3 separate regions of the Sus scrofa genome follow, and all the other regions are linked to region 2. A link is a contact called in public Hi-C and HiChIP or PLAC-seq data. All regions are on one chromosome and are shown on one strand. Each heading gives the region's core, a stretch centred on a gene start, on an enhancer-like site or on the middle of the called end of the contact. The rest is flanking DNA. Distances are from core to core; before and after follow the strand shown. Region 1 has its middle 34 kb from the start of NAP1L5. Region 2 overlaps FAM13A (protein FAM13A). Region 3 overlaps FAM13A (protein FAM13A).

The links. Hi-C and Micro-C count contacts between places; a contact is called where the count stands out from the background. HiChIP or PLAC-seq counts read pairs in DNA pulled down with a chosen protein or histone mark.
Region 1: a contact with region 2 is called in an H3K27ac HiChIP or PLAC-seq map of skeletal muscle. The contact joins two enhancer-like sites. A contact is called at or near these places in 1 of 47 Hi-C or Micro-C datasets (skeletal muscle) and 1 of 2 datasets of contacts at active chromatin or transcription factors (skeletal muscle).
Region 3: a contact with region 2 is called in a Hi-C map of skeletal muscle, with 5 times the contacts expected there. The contact joins two enhancer-like sites. A contact is called at or near these places in 1 of 47 Hi-C or Micro-C datasets (skeletal muscle) and 1 of 2 datasets of contacts at active chromatin or transcription factors (skeletal muscle).

Annotation. Positions count from the first base shown.
Region 1 is chr8:130,328,581-130,333,379 of Sscrofa11.1, reverse strand. No RefSeq gene overlaps it. Among named protein-coding and RNA genes, the nearest start is that of NAP1L5, 34 kb to the left of the region's middle. Within about 2 kb of position 1,754, at least 14 of the 83 cell types and tissues checked have an H3K27ac peak or open chromatin away from gene starts, as enhancers often do. A contact at or near this core is called in skeletal muscle, where this site is marked.
Region 2 is chr8:130,149,626-130,153,865 of Sscrofa11.1, reverse strand. FAM13A (protein FAM13A) reads right to left here. Exons shown (of 24, transcript XM_021100748.1): 7 at 955-1,035. Among named protein-coding and RNA genes, the nearest start is that of FAM13A, 130 kb to the right of the region's middle. Within about 2 kb of position 2,770, at least 8 of the 83 cell types and tissues checked have an H3K27ac peak or open chromatin away from gene starts, as enhancers often do. A contact at or near this core is called in skeletal muscle, where this site is marked.
Region 3 is chr8:130,276,832-130,281,676 of Sscrofa11.1, reverse strand. It overlaps FAM13A (protein FAM13A), which reads right to left. Exons shown (of 24, transcript XM_021100748.1): 13 at 4,181-4,257; 14 at 3,477-3,519. Among named protein-coding and RNA genes, the nearest start is that of NAP1L5, 85 kb to the left of the region's middle. Within about 2 kb of position 2,381, at least 2 of the 83 cell types and tissues checked have an H3K27ac peak or open chromatin away from gene starts, as enhancers often do. A contact at or near this core is called in skeletal muscle, where this site is marked.

The DNA.
Region 1 (4,799 bases), core at 505-3,004, 180 kb before region 2:
GCTAGGGGTCCAATCGGAGCTGGAGCTGCCAGCCTACGCCAGAGCCACAGCAACGCGGGATCCAAGCCGAGTCTGTGACCTACACCACAGCTCATGGCAACACCGGATCGTTAACCCACTGAGCAAGGTCAGGGATCGAACCCGCCACCTCATGGTTCCTAGTCGGATTCATTAACCACTGCGCCACGATGGGAACTCCGAGAGAGTAGTTCTTGCATGTTCTAACAGCAAAGAAGAAATGATAATTATGCGATGTGATGGCAGTGTTAGCTAAGGCTAGCATAGTAATCATTTTACAACCTGTGTGTGGATCAACGCACATACTGCAGACCCTAAACTTACACAATGTTACATGTCAATCATATATCTCACTAGAGCTGGAAAAAATAGCCAAATCACAGTTAACCAGATGAGGTCGATAAAGATGGAATAAAGGAGGGCATACAACACCGTATCAAAACAGATTTCATAGAGTGTTTTGTGGTAGGGTCAAGCATAGAAGAGAGTAAATTAAAATCAAGGCTAGTCTGCAGGATTTTATCATTTCCTCTCAAAAAGAAATAGAAGTGTGGGTTATCTCCAGTTTTCTTTGGTTCTCAACAACAGAGCCAAGCAGATTTTAAACCAACTGTCAAGACTCTAAAATATCTAAGAACACGATGCCCGTGTTGCCTTTGCACGTCTCTGTTGGTCGCCAGGGTTGCTGGCGTCGTGAGTCTTCTGGTGTGGGAACGTCTCCATCTTTAAGAGACGCCTTTGTGGGGCATTGATGGGGGCGGTTGGCAGCCTCCAGCAGGAGCCTTATCTTGGGGATCAGTGTCTCAAATGGCTGAGGAAGCGCTTGGGAGGAGGAGGAGGGAGTAGATCCTCATGAATTCTGGGAAAGGTGGATGTTTTCTCCTATGGATTAGATCCAGGGAATTCTCCAGCGGGATGTGACGGAAGCTACTGCCACACCCTTCCGGGTCGGGGTGACCTGACAAGAGCAGACCCTGCGTAGGGCGTGGCAACTGCTGGTCTCTGACGTCAAGGATGCCAACCTAGATGGACTCAAACGCTTGTCCACACTGAGTCGGGCATGGGTTTGGGTTTCCCTCTTAATGCCCTTTCCGTGTGGAGTGAGAAACCGGGATACGCGAGAGAGGAGGTGCTGGAGAAGGAGTCCCACCCCCTGGTGGAGGAGTCTTTGCATCTGTATAAATAAACCAGGCTCTGGTCCTTTATTTCCTTCTAAAAGTCACGGAGTGTGTCCTCCTCGGTTATGTGTGGAGAAAATTAGTTCAGTTGTCAGCTTTTTTTCTTTTTTTCTTCCAAGAGTGGCTGGATGCTTGGCAGGCCTCGCAGTCACATGGTCTTCAGATCTTTTAAAAGCTGATTTTCCTGGGCCTAATCCCAGGGAGTTGGATACCATCTACGGTAATTATTGATTCAGCTCCCATTGGTATTGAACTTCCTGAGAAATTAAGAACTAAAACACACAACACACACACACACACACAAACACACACGCACCTCAGATGAAGGCAAACCCTAAATCAGATGAAGTGTTTGATGGTCAGCTTTTCTTGAGGATTAGGAGACAGAGCAAGCCAAAGAGCAGGTTCAGAAATAACCCCAATCACCACGGGGTCACAGGAGGCCGGAGCGCTTGAGGGGCAAAGGTCAACATCAAGTGCCAACTAGGTACTGGCTCATGGGCCCGGCAGAACCAGCCTGCCCCTGCCAAAGGCTTCTAGTTGTTGAAAACTGGTCTTCTGACCTTTCGTGCCTGGGCGCTCTCGGGAGCTCAGATGTTGGCCCCAGGACTCTCAAGTTCAAGTCACAGGCAGACTGTTTGCCGAGGAGACTTGGAGTCTGCATTTCTGAGGTAATGGGGGCAGGGCCCTCCTTCGATGAGTGTGTGAGGTCATTTGAACCCAAAGCTTGCTCCATTGCTGGCACTTTGCCCCCCTGGGGCGGATGGGGCAGAGAAGGAAGACCCCAGGCCCTCGCCCCTTCCAGCCTTGCCCTCGGGCTGGATGAAATGCAGTCTGCTGATTAGAGCTTGCCAGAACCCCAGCAGCTCTCCTCCCTGGGGTATGCTTTGTCTTTAGTTGTTTAAAAATATAGCCTGAGACAGAAACTTCAAGACACCACATGACCTAGAAATCTGTTCAAAAGTTTTTCCCTTCCTTCCCTGAATGCATCTCAGGCGTTGCCACCTCTGTCTCCACTGCTGTTTGGTTCCTTCTTTTGTACGTGTCTGAGCCCATACAGGCCTCCCAAGATGCTTTAGGGAGAAGGGGCCTCTGGCAGGGGAGGGACTGAGCAAGCAGAGATGTTTGGAGAAAGCCGCACACAGGTTTTGAGGCAAACTCCTTGAGAATAGTCCAAATTTTACTTTTTTTTTTTTTTGTTTTTGTCTTTTTGCCATTTCTTGGGCCGCTCCCGCGCGGCATATGGAGGTTCCCAGGCTGGGGTGAATTGGAGTTGTAGCCGCTGGCCTACGCCAGAGCCACAGCAACACGGGATCTGAGCCCGTCTCCCAATTTTACTCTTTCTGCAAAGAGAATCCAGAAATCTTGCCCACCGGTTGGTCCTGACTGGTGCTTGAAGGGCTGGAGGTACCTGTGCTGTTTTTCATGCAAACGAGGATCAGAGGGGGAGGGCAGTGGGGGTGGGGGAGCACCATGCCTTTCCTGTCCTGCTTCAAACATGCCTTGTTTGGACGTCAACCTAGAAAGAATCCTTGTCTCTGTGCTGATGACAGCAGCACGCGGCCCCGCGTGCTGAAGCCTCGCTGTGTGTTCCTCCAAGTCAATTCACAATAACCCCAATAAGGTGGGTACTACGACTGTTCCCGTTTTTCAGACGAAGCGGCAGAGATGGGGAGAGAAAGGACTGTGCCCAGACCATGGAGCTGGGCCATCCGTCCACATCAGGACCTTAAACATCAGGCAGCCCTTGGCCTCCGCTGGCATCAGGTGCGCCGGTTTCTGTCAACCTGGATTTTGAACGGATGGGAGCTGCTCATTCCCCGAAATACCCAGGGTGCAGTCTGCACCCTCTCCTTCAAGTAAGGTCTTTGGTCCAGCAGCATCTTGGCACCTGGAAACTTGTCAAAAATGTAGATTGTGGAGTGTCTGTTGTGGCGCAGTGGAAAGGAATCCGACTAGTATCTATGAGGATGCAGGTTCGATCCCTGGCCTCGCTTAGGGGGTTAAGGATCCAGGGTTGCCACGAGCTGTGGTGTAGGCTGGCAGCTAAAGCTCCGATTGGACCCCTAGCCTGGGAACCTCCATATGGGTGTGGCTTAAAAAGCAAAGAAAAGCAGATGTTGGCACCTGCCCCCAGCCTGTATCCACCAGGACTACTTCCGCATTACCCATGGTCAGTATTCCAGTTGGAGAAGCCTGGCGCTCTGCTACCAGGGAGAAATGTATCCTTCATCCTATCTCTACCTTCCCTACCTTTGGTCTAATCTTGCCCAGAACTTTTAAGTTCTTCAAAAGTAAAGTAAACCAGGACCTACCGTATAGCACAGGGAACTGTATTCAACGCCCGGTAATAACCTATACTAGAAAAGAAGCTGAAAAGGACTATACATATATATTCGTACCTGAATCACTTTTCTGTACTCCTGAAACATTGTAAATCAACTATACTTCAATTTTAAAAAAGTAACAAAAAGACCAAAACAAAAAAAAATTAAAAAAATAAAACAAATTAAAAAAGTAACACTTCCAGAAAAATTACAATATCTCAAAACATCTTACCAAGATGTACTCAACGCTGCAGAACCAGAAGCATGACCAGGACTTCTCAGCCTCTTTGAACTGCCTTAGAGAAATTAAATGGAGATTCACATGGGGAGAAGGCTGTGGGTTTCAAAATTCACAGTAATATATAGTTTATACACACAAAGGAGACATGGGGGGTCCAGAGGGGTCAGACGCGGTTCTCATTGTGTTTTGGACTGGGCTGCATCCCCTGGCAGGTGCTGCAAAGCTCGGAGCCGCCCTGTGGTGTAGGTCTTGTTGGTGGAGAGAAGTGAGAAGCAAGCTGTCAACAAGCCTAGTTGCTGCTAAATCCCGTTTGTCGGCCTGCCAGCCGGCATTCTAAAAATGCATTTGGGAATTTTGACTTTTGGCTTTTACTGAACATGAAATTCAACTATGTATTTATAGCCTTGGTAAGCTGACCCAGTTTAGGGATAACGCTGATGTATTTTCGTATCAGAATCCAAGTCTAAGAGGAGGCGAGAATGAGGCCACGGAGAGGCCTGAGAAGGACAGTCCCTCTCCCTCAGCCTCCCAAGGTGGACCCTGTTCTGAAATCCCCACTCGGGCCTCGCACAGTGCCTCAAACTGATAGGATTCAGAGCAAAAACACTTCCAGGGGGCCCCGGGGGAGGCTGTTCCCCGCCCGGGCTTTGTCACAGGCTGTGGAAGCTGGTGTACCTGGGCCAGCATCACTTTCTGGTCCCTCCTAGGAACCATACCCAAGCAGGATTTAAGAAAATGGAGGGTCACCGCATACTGCCCCCCACTTCTGCCTCCATTTTATTACTTTGGACCCAGTGTTTCAAAAAATTAAATCATTGGAGTTCCCTGGTGGCCTAGGGATTAAGGAGCCGATGTCGTCACTGCTGCAGCTTGGGTTCAATCCCTGGCTCCAGAACTCTTTCTGGGCTCAGCCAAAAAAAAAAAAATTCAGGGTGAGCTTCGATTTTGGCAGAATGGCAGGAGATCATGCTGTCAGCATGTCAGCAGTGCTGGACTTCCTGCTCCCAGGTTAGACCCATCTCTGTTCCTGATGTC
Region 2 (4,240 bases), core at 1,521-4,020:
TGGAATAAGTTTTAAACAGGTGTTTTTATTTCTTGTAGAAATAAACTGTAGTCTCTTACTACAAATGAGACACTAAGTAATTACTCAATACTTCACTTGATTTGCCTTTAAAAATAAAGCCACAATTATAACCTGCAATTAAAACCAGAGACCAAAATTCTTTTAAATCTTGCCTAAATTGGACTCCAGAAAGTTTGGAAAACATTTTGTCTTAGAGCTGGAAAAAAAGCCGCTCTCTAAATATCATAGTGGCCAGATAGGAATATTATAGACATCTAGTAAAGAGAAGTTCTACTCAAAAGAAAAGTTAAAAATTTGGAAAGGGGCTCTAAAATTAATGTAATCACTTTTCTGGTAGATAAATGATAAAAAATTTTCACAACGTATTTTGGATTAAAGGAGTTTTTCTTTTCACTGGCAAAACAATTATGGGCATTTTGGAATTACCTTAGTAAGGAAAACAAAATTTTACACATTGGAACCCTTTATTCTATCATATGTATGATGGTTTTAATTTTTTTTGTTAAAATTTACTTAAATAATTTCCACTGATCATGTGCTATTTTTATAATCATGAAAAAAAAATCAATGAAGTGATTTCTATTTTGCAAAAGAAAAATTACAGTTGCCCATTTTATTTCACCCCCGGAAGTAACCTTCCATTACACCTGAGTGGCCTCTGTGTCATAGGGAATACAGTGGAAACAATTCTGATTGAGCAGAAGTAAAACTGTCTACTAAAAAATATCACTGTCTGTTAAATAACAGGAGTGTCCTAAGAATTTATCAATAAATATAACCTTGAATTAAATATACTACATGGACAGTGAGGTCCAAAAAAAAAAAAAGGTGGAAGGGGAAGCGCTGAGGGAAACCCAAGCAACAGAGCATGAAAACACAAAATAAAGAATTTTGCTAAACGTTTCACACAGTGAAAGAACAGATAAAACCTACCCTGGTTTTTGGAGATGGCTTCTGAGCATCTCTTTCGAAGTCCTTTTTTAAAAGGATGGGTAAGTTCTTACAATTGGCCTCCTATAAAAGAAATATGAAAGAAACTTCAGAGACTGAAGAATACTACCCTAATAAGAAATTACAATGTAGTGAAAAGCATTTCTGGATTGAGCTGTTTACACTGGAAGCTAGTCAGACAGCAATGAGGAGTCCAAATTTTTCCTTTCTTCGTCTCCTACAACAGTGAAGTAACATAAGATGGTGAAGGCATGGGACATACAGGGCATATAAATTCAGGGCATATAAATTCAGAGATGATTATTAAAAAATCTCATCTACACTCTCATGACATTACACATCCACAGACAGCTCATCTTTCCTTTGGAGAACTGAACAGTAATTCTCCAAGAATCAACCATCTAACTAGGAGTGTCCTACCTTCCCCAAGGGTTCTGATTCTGTAGATATTTTATCAAAAAAAAAAAAAAAAAAAAAAAGAAAAGAAAGAAAGAAAAGAAATTCCTTCACGTCATTTAGCAAACTGCTATTGAACAGTGATAGTTTCACACCAATATTCTGAGGACAAATATCTGGGTATCTGTCTCCAAAATTATTAAGCTTCTAAGTCCTTGGTTCATGCCAAAATAGTACATGCAAAAATCAGAGCAGAGATGACAAGGGGGGCAGCTTACTTGGGGTTGGCAAGATTTACTATTTACTTCTACATGATAAAAAAAACCTACAATAATCTTGTGTCAAAAAATAATGTAGGTCTCACTTCTGAAGAGCCATTAACTTAAATTTTCCACAGATGATTCTACCTCCAAATCAAGATAGACCAAAAATACATGCGGAAGATTACAATCAACAATAAAGCTATGGGGAAGATAAATTCATACCCTTTACCTCTGTATCCTGTTTCGTCCTTCATCATGCCTACTGTTTAATCACCTAAATAATGAGTTGTTTTCCAGTTTACTTTAGGGTTAATTACTCATCATTTTTAAAACAAAACTGTAGTCTACACAGTTTATAATATTATTAAATATGCTGGATTTATATTCATTTCTTAAGGGAAGAGTACATTATTAGGATAAAATGTTCCTCAAGGAAATCGCAACACTACTTACTACTAATAAATAATTACTGCATCACAGATTCATCAGGCACTGTGCTAAAGACTTTGCATTTACAATATGCCATTTCCTCCTTGACAGCCCGATGAGTTAGGTATTTTTGTCATCGTACAATCATCATTCCCCTTTTAAGTATCACACGATGGAAGTTTAGGGAAGTTAAGTAAATTGTCTCATGTCACACTGGACTCAAAGATGGTTCTGAATGACTTTTAAGACCTGAGCTCTTATCTTTCTGTTCTACGTCCCATCCAATATACTCGACATCTTACTAGGCGGTACAACCGTAGCACTTTAAAGCCAAGAGTGTGTTTCAAGATCTGCTAGTCCATCCACACCCCCCTCCACCACAATTTTACAGATGACAGGTGTGGATCTTGAGGTGATGTGCCCCCGATCACACATGGGATGGTGGAGCTGAGACCCTTGCCTGGACCCGACGCCTGTTCTCTGCTTTGCACTAAGGAATAATATGCCCAGACACAGAGGGGATCCAGGGCCTCTTGTGAGCTCAGGAGTAGCTGCAGTGCTGCCAACACGCTCAGCTGCCTGAGGCCTCATGCATAGCCCTATGTAAGAACTAAGGGTACATTTCTGAGATCAAATAAGTGTGTGTTCCAGTCTGACCCTTTCCCATCAGTCACAACACCTGCTGGTGGTAAGCCATTTACTGGAAATAGTGAATGGACCCATTCCTGCTTCTGACTCACTGTGAGAAGGATAAACTACATCTAGCATGACATTTAAAGGATCCAAGTGATTAACTACATAATCCGTTGCGTAATTGGGCTATACTTGGATAATATAATTACGTACAATCCTTATACCTCTTTTTAAACTACTGGTTAAGTAAATGTTAGAATGTGATGAGAAGAAAAAAAGGCTGCCTCTAAAGGGAATAGAAATAACTGACCTTTGTTTATGTCTCTCTGAATTTATAAATGCCTACAATTCTTTCTTTCTTATGCATCAACGAAAAGTGACGGTATTTTAAAAGTAATGATATCACTCCTATTTTGCCTCCCTGTCCCTGTGAATTCATAAGAAAAGGCTGATAGTCAGCTTTTCCCTCAAAGACTCAGAAAGCATTTTCTATAAACTTTAAACTGAAAATGCCACCGACATAAATTATGTTTATTTTTTGTTTTATGACTTTAAATTCAGACAACAGAGTCAAAGTGAAGTTGAACAGTCACAGCACCGAACTGAGTCAAGAGATCTTGGTTTCTCATACTAGTTACCTAACTAACCAGCTCTAGGGACCCAGGCAAACATTTTAACCTCTTGGGCCTCTCCCTCAGTTCAATGATCTATAAAACAAAGGGATAGGATTAGATGGGTTCCAAGAATCCTATGTAGTTCTTAAATTTCAAGATTTTAAGACGTTATGATTCTTCCAGGAAGCAAGAGTTATTGACAAAAAGGTAAGCGATGCCCTGTTCAGAGCTGCATTCCCAATGCCCCATCAGAGTGCTGCTGACATGCTGGCACCCAGCCATGCAGTGCGGTGAGTGACAGAAGCCAGGGGGCATTTCCTGTGGGGCCAGTGTTACTCAGCTTCCTGGAGAAGAATGAAGTAATTCACCTGGTAGCTTAAATAAGTAACTGGTAATAACTTAATGTATTGTTTTGAAACAGACACATGATGGAGTTAAGTGAGAAATATATAAAGATAAAGCCTTCTTAAAGTTGTGCTCTTAAAAAGCCATTTATATTTATAGGTTTATACTTGAGAATCAAAAACATATGTCTGTGGGGTTCCCACTGTGGCACGATGGGTTAAGAACATGGCTGCAGCAGCTTGGGTTGCTGCGGAAGTGCGGGTTTGATCCTTGGCCTGGCACAGCAGGTGAAAGGATCCAGTGTCGCCGCAGCTATGGTGTAGGTCGCAGCTGTGGCTCGGATTCAACCTCTGGCCCGGGAACTTCCATATGCCAAAAGAGCAGCCATAAAAAACCAAAACCTAACATATGTCCACACAAAAAAATTAATATGAGTGCTCATTGTAGCATTATCCATAAGAGCCAAAAAGTGGAAACAACCCAAATGTCCATCAGTTGATGAGCAGATAAACAAAACATGGTGGATACACACAATGGAATGCTGTTTGGCTATAAAAGGAAGGAGGTATTAAGACTGCTAGGGAGTGC
Region 3 (4,845 bases), core at 1,132-3,631, 130 kb before region 2:
CTCAAACCTTCTCAGGGCACATAAAAGCCTGCATTTAAGCTCTTCAGATCATTAATATTAATTCTCACGCTTGATTAAAAAGTTTTATCTTCTCCCCTTCTCTGAAGCAGGATAAGAAAAGGGGAAATAGTCTTTTGTTTATTATGAATGTCCTGTTTGTTATCAAAGGTATGCTCCTAAGCTCTTCTAAGCAGCAGGCTTAGAAAGCATAAAGAATGTAAAAATATCTTGAAAGAATTTAACACTTCATTAACCTTATGCTTTTGATTATAATGACTTCTTCCAGATAAGGGAATAGCCTCCCATGTAGTTAATGACTTTTCCACGTTTTGCTTTTGAGACAAAAAAAAAAAAAAAGATTAAGGATGAGGCTGTAACTTGCATATTCTGGATTTTATACGGAAGCATGAAATAGCTCCACAAGAGAAAATAACTTATTGGGAGGAGTGAAATGGAGGCGTCAAGTATAAACTTCATTGCAGACAGAACTCTGAAAACCCATACTCTTGAGTGTCTGCTTTCAGAATCTAGACATTGCCAGTTTTAAAAACCACCTCTCTCCTGGATCCTTCCAGTTGTCAAATGAGTTTAAAGACAAACAGGAGAACAAAGACTCCGAACTCCACTCCACGTGCTCAGGGAACAGGGTGCTAGGCTTTTGCACATGTCATCTTATTTCATCCAGTCCAAGCAGGAAATTTTACTAAAATGTCAGCCTCTCTAAAACGGAGCTGAAGAAATTATACTTTAGTTTTTGGCATTTTGAAGTGCCTCTAACTCTTTCCCCATCGCCAATGTGTCACTAAACAGATTTTTAATACAAACCACGTAAGAAATGCGGGTGAACCAGAAATGGATAACTCTGACCATCCGAGATCTCAGCTTTGGGATAAGATTCGTTGTATAATTCAAATAAATTAAAAAAGACAGGCAACAAAGGAGAGGCCCCCGTTTCCTTTTCAATACATGCATTCAAACAAAGCACACTTGATACTGCAGAATGATGCTTTAAGAAACAAAGCCACAGATGTGCCTGCCTTTGCCTTTGAGCAGCAGCCTGGGAGACAGCCTCTCTCTGCTCAGGTACCCCGAGGATCGTTTCTGAGGCTCGAGGTTATAATGGTCCCCATTCAAACGAAAATATTAGTCAAACGAGAAAGACAAACCACCTTCCTCCTAGAGCGGTCATCAGCGGCGCCATCCTGTATGAATCTGGGCATTTATGGGCAAAAAATTCAAAGGGCAAAATTCATGAGGACGAAATCTGCCCTAATGGAAAATAAAGCTGGAAACACTATCAGATCTATTCATAGGGGACAGGTGCCTTAGAGCATCTCAATCTGATGCTATCGGAGACACGGGAAAAAATACCCAAAACACTTCAACAGAATTCTAGGAGGGGTAACCCAGCTCCAGACTGACTGACTTTCCAGCTCTGAAATTTAGGAATGATTGCAGTATTATTAGAAAACCAGATTGACTATGTGGGTTGTAGCAATTCTAGAAAGTACTACATATGTGAAAAGGTACAAAATTATAATACGCAGTAAACAAGGGAAAGGGCTTTAAAAATGAAAGCCGGGCCTTTTCATGGTCCTTCATTAATAATAAAACATGTTTCTTTCAGGGAAAGAAAGTGGGAAATGATTCTTGCTTGGTGGAGGGATGTCTTTTTCCCTCTCCTTTGGAGCAGTTGCGAGAGCAAGATGACACGGAGGGCTTAGTCTAGATTTTAATTCACTGCCTAATTTTATCTCCTGGCTCAAGGGACCATGATGACAATGATTATTAATGGTGAGTGTGTCAGGAGTGCCTGCCGTGGGCTGGGTGCTGATTGGTAAATGCTCACAGGCGACACATGGCAGGAAAGGTCCTGGCCCGTGGAAGAAAGATTTGAGATTCTTTCCCCATGACGCCGTCACTGCCATGGGAGCCGGCGCCCCAAAACACCAAGACAAACCGAGTTCAGCGTGGGTTTCGTTTGGGTACCACTTGGAACTTATGAGTTAATATGACGAAGTTCTACCACGAAGGTTGCTTCCTACCCTTTTATCTCCTACAGGATGAGAGGCACGAAAGGCAAGCACAGAGACCTCTCCGGGAGGCTGGCATGCCATTTGCTTTAAAAAAATTTGCAATGGCATGTCGAGCAGGCGCTTGCTGGGAACAGAGGAAGAGGCAGAGAAAGGATGAAACAGAAGGAGAAGAAAAACACTGTCTCATGGAGACACCCCTCTCTGAAGAGAGCTACCCAGAGATAAGGACAAAAATGCCCATTTGGTGCCTGGTTCCCAAGGAGGGAAGCGTAAAAGGGATGAAAGAAGTGGCTTAGAGGCTGTGAAGTCAGAGAGAGGAAGCCTCTCCTTCCTACCATCTGGCTGGATTAATGAAGGCATGAACATGAGAAATTGCATATGAGGAGGCTAGAAGCCGGGGTTGGGGTGGGGGTGTTGTCAGGCGGCCATTCATTTCCAGCAATTTTATGCCCAATTTTACCTGGGTGTGCTTTTTTTCTAAGAAGGGGCTCCAGAGTTTTCAGATTCTTAATCTGCTAGGTACGAAAACTCTATGGAGGCAGGAACTGCAGCTGTTACTAAAGACCAGCTCCTAGCACAGCACCTGCACATAGTAGGACTCCATATATATGACTGAGGTCAGAAGGGAGTGTCCAACAGGGATTAAGAATCACTAGGGTAGAAGACGAGGTCTGTGGATAATTAATATATCCAGAGTCAGAATCCAAGAACAGGCTGAGAAAAGCTTTAATTCTTGCCAAAAAGAAAGCTGATAATAAGACTGAAGGTGGAGTTGGAAGCACTGAGACGCAGAGGATAACATACCCATGCATGAATGAAAAATGGAGCTGAGCACACTGAATGGAAGCCAGCTTTGGGAGCAAAGGAAATCAGATACTTAGGTCAATGTGGCAATGCCTCAGAGGACCACAGGGAAGCCAGGAAAGTAACTGAAACTTTAAGATATGGACAACAGAAAGGAATTAGATTTTTTTTTTTTCCCTCTGCAGGTTACTTAAAACAAGACCCAAAGGTCAGAAAATGCTTTGGATTTATTAGATTGAACTGATTTTGTGTTAACTTCAAAATTAATGAGATAATCTCTGTGACAAATCCACGAAGCCTCACCACCTATTTATTTCAGTCACTTAAAAAATGCATGAAAAAATGGAAAAATCTAACCAGCAGCTTTGCTTTTTTGTTTTGTCTTATGGTACAGAAAATCGAAGAAGAAATCACCAGGCTATTAAAGTTTATCTCACACTCAAAATAAAAGAATTTCAAGAGCCAAGGAATGAAATTTTTGCAATTTCTCAAGAATTGTGCTGGCTCGGTATTTGCCATTCTCACCAGTCAACATCCCATCACTTAATCTCTGCATCCCTTACTGATAAGCAAATCACACCGCCCATAGACTCTCACGAATGTCACGGTCACAGTCTGCCTTGTTCAGCTACTCACCTCAAAATGCTGCGTGTGTCTGCCGTCTTTTTCATGTTCTTTGCTACAAATAACAGCAACAACAAAATGTCATAAGATGTCACTCTGTTTTATAACATTGCTTCTCACCCACCACAGTGAAGATTTCAGGTATTTTAAAAGTAGGCTCGGTAGCTTTACATAAAATTCTTATGACATTCAACACCAAAACAAGGAGTTCCCATCGTGGCGCTGTGGTTAACGAATCCGACTAGGAACCATGAGGTTGCGGGTTCAATCCCTGGCCTCACTCAGTGGGTTAAGGATCCGGCGTTGCCATGAGCTGTGGTGTGGGTCGCAGATGTGGCTCAGATCCCACATTGTTGTGGCTCTGGAGGAGGCCGGTGGCTACAGCTCCAATTAGACCTCTAGTCTGGGAACCTCCATATGCCGTGGGAGCAGCTCAAGAAAAGGCAAAAAAAAAAACCCCACAAAAAACAAAAAAACAAAACAAAAAATGAAGCAAAATAAAAATTGAGGAACATAAAACACGCACACGGTTATCTGCCTTGAAAAGCACCACGGGGGAGTTTCCATTCGAAGCATTGTCCTTGCTATAAAATACGGTTGGTAAACAGAGAGTCCCTTAATTCTATTCTTTTTAGTCCTTAAACATTGTATTAAGGGAAAAAACAAAATCTATTCATGGTCTTGTAAACACCGTTAGGAGAAAGCTCTAAAATTACCTCTCATTGGACATCAACGCCACATCCTGAGGTCCAGGCCTCTCCTGAGACGGTGTGGGACTGACGCTTTCCATATTCTGTAACAAAAACACTGTGGGTCGCCCGGTAGGAACAGAAAGAAATACACAGCAACAGACCTTCCTTTCTTTAAAATAGAAAAATCAGAGAATATGCAGGCATCAATGACTTCTAGTCCTCGGATGCCTATCTTTGTGAAAACCGGTAAAATCGTGACAGTTTATTATATGCTGCTGGCCTAAAATTGTGTGTTGAACTTTATCGGCCCATTCACAAAGCTCTCTGGCAGCAACGCAGCAAAGGTCACTGTGCCCTATAACGTCCTTATGGGGTATTATCCACATTTTATAGCTAAACATAGCAAAGCCCAGACTCTTAGACCACCAGGGGCCCTGAGGACTAGACTTGAGGAATCTGACCTTGACTCTAATCAGAAGCCACGGCAACATTCGTTGCTTATTTAAACATCTTTTCATCTGGGGGAAAATGCAGCTTATACCTAAGCTGTCAAATATCCATGAATAGAAATGGAGGGAAGAGCCTTCGTAACTGTGATATTGAATGTTAAATCTTTATATTAACCAAGATGGGAACAAAATGAAAAGAGGGAACTTATTTGAAACAGCATGTATTTCATTCGGGCCGAC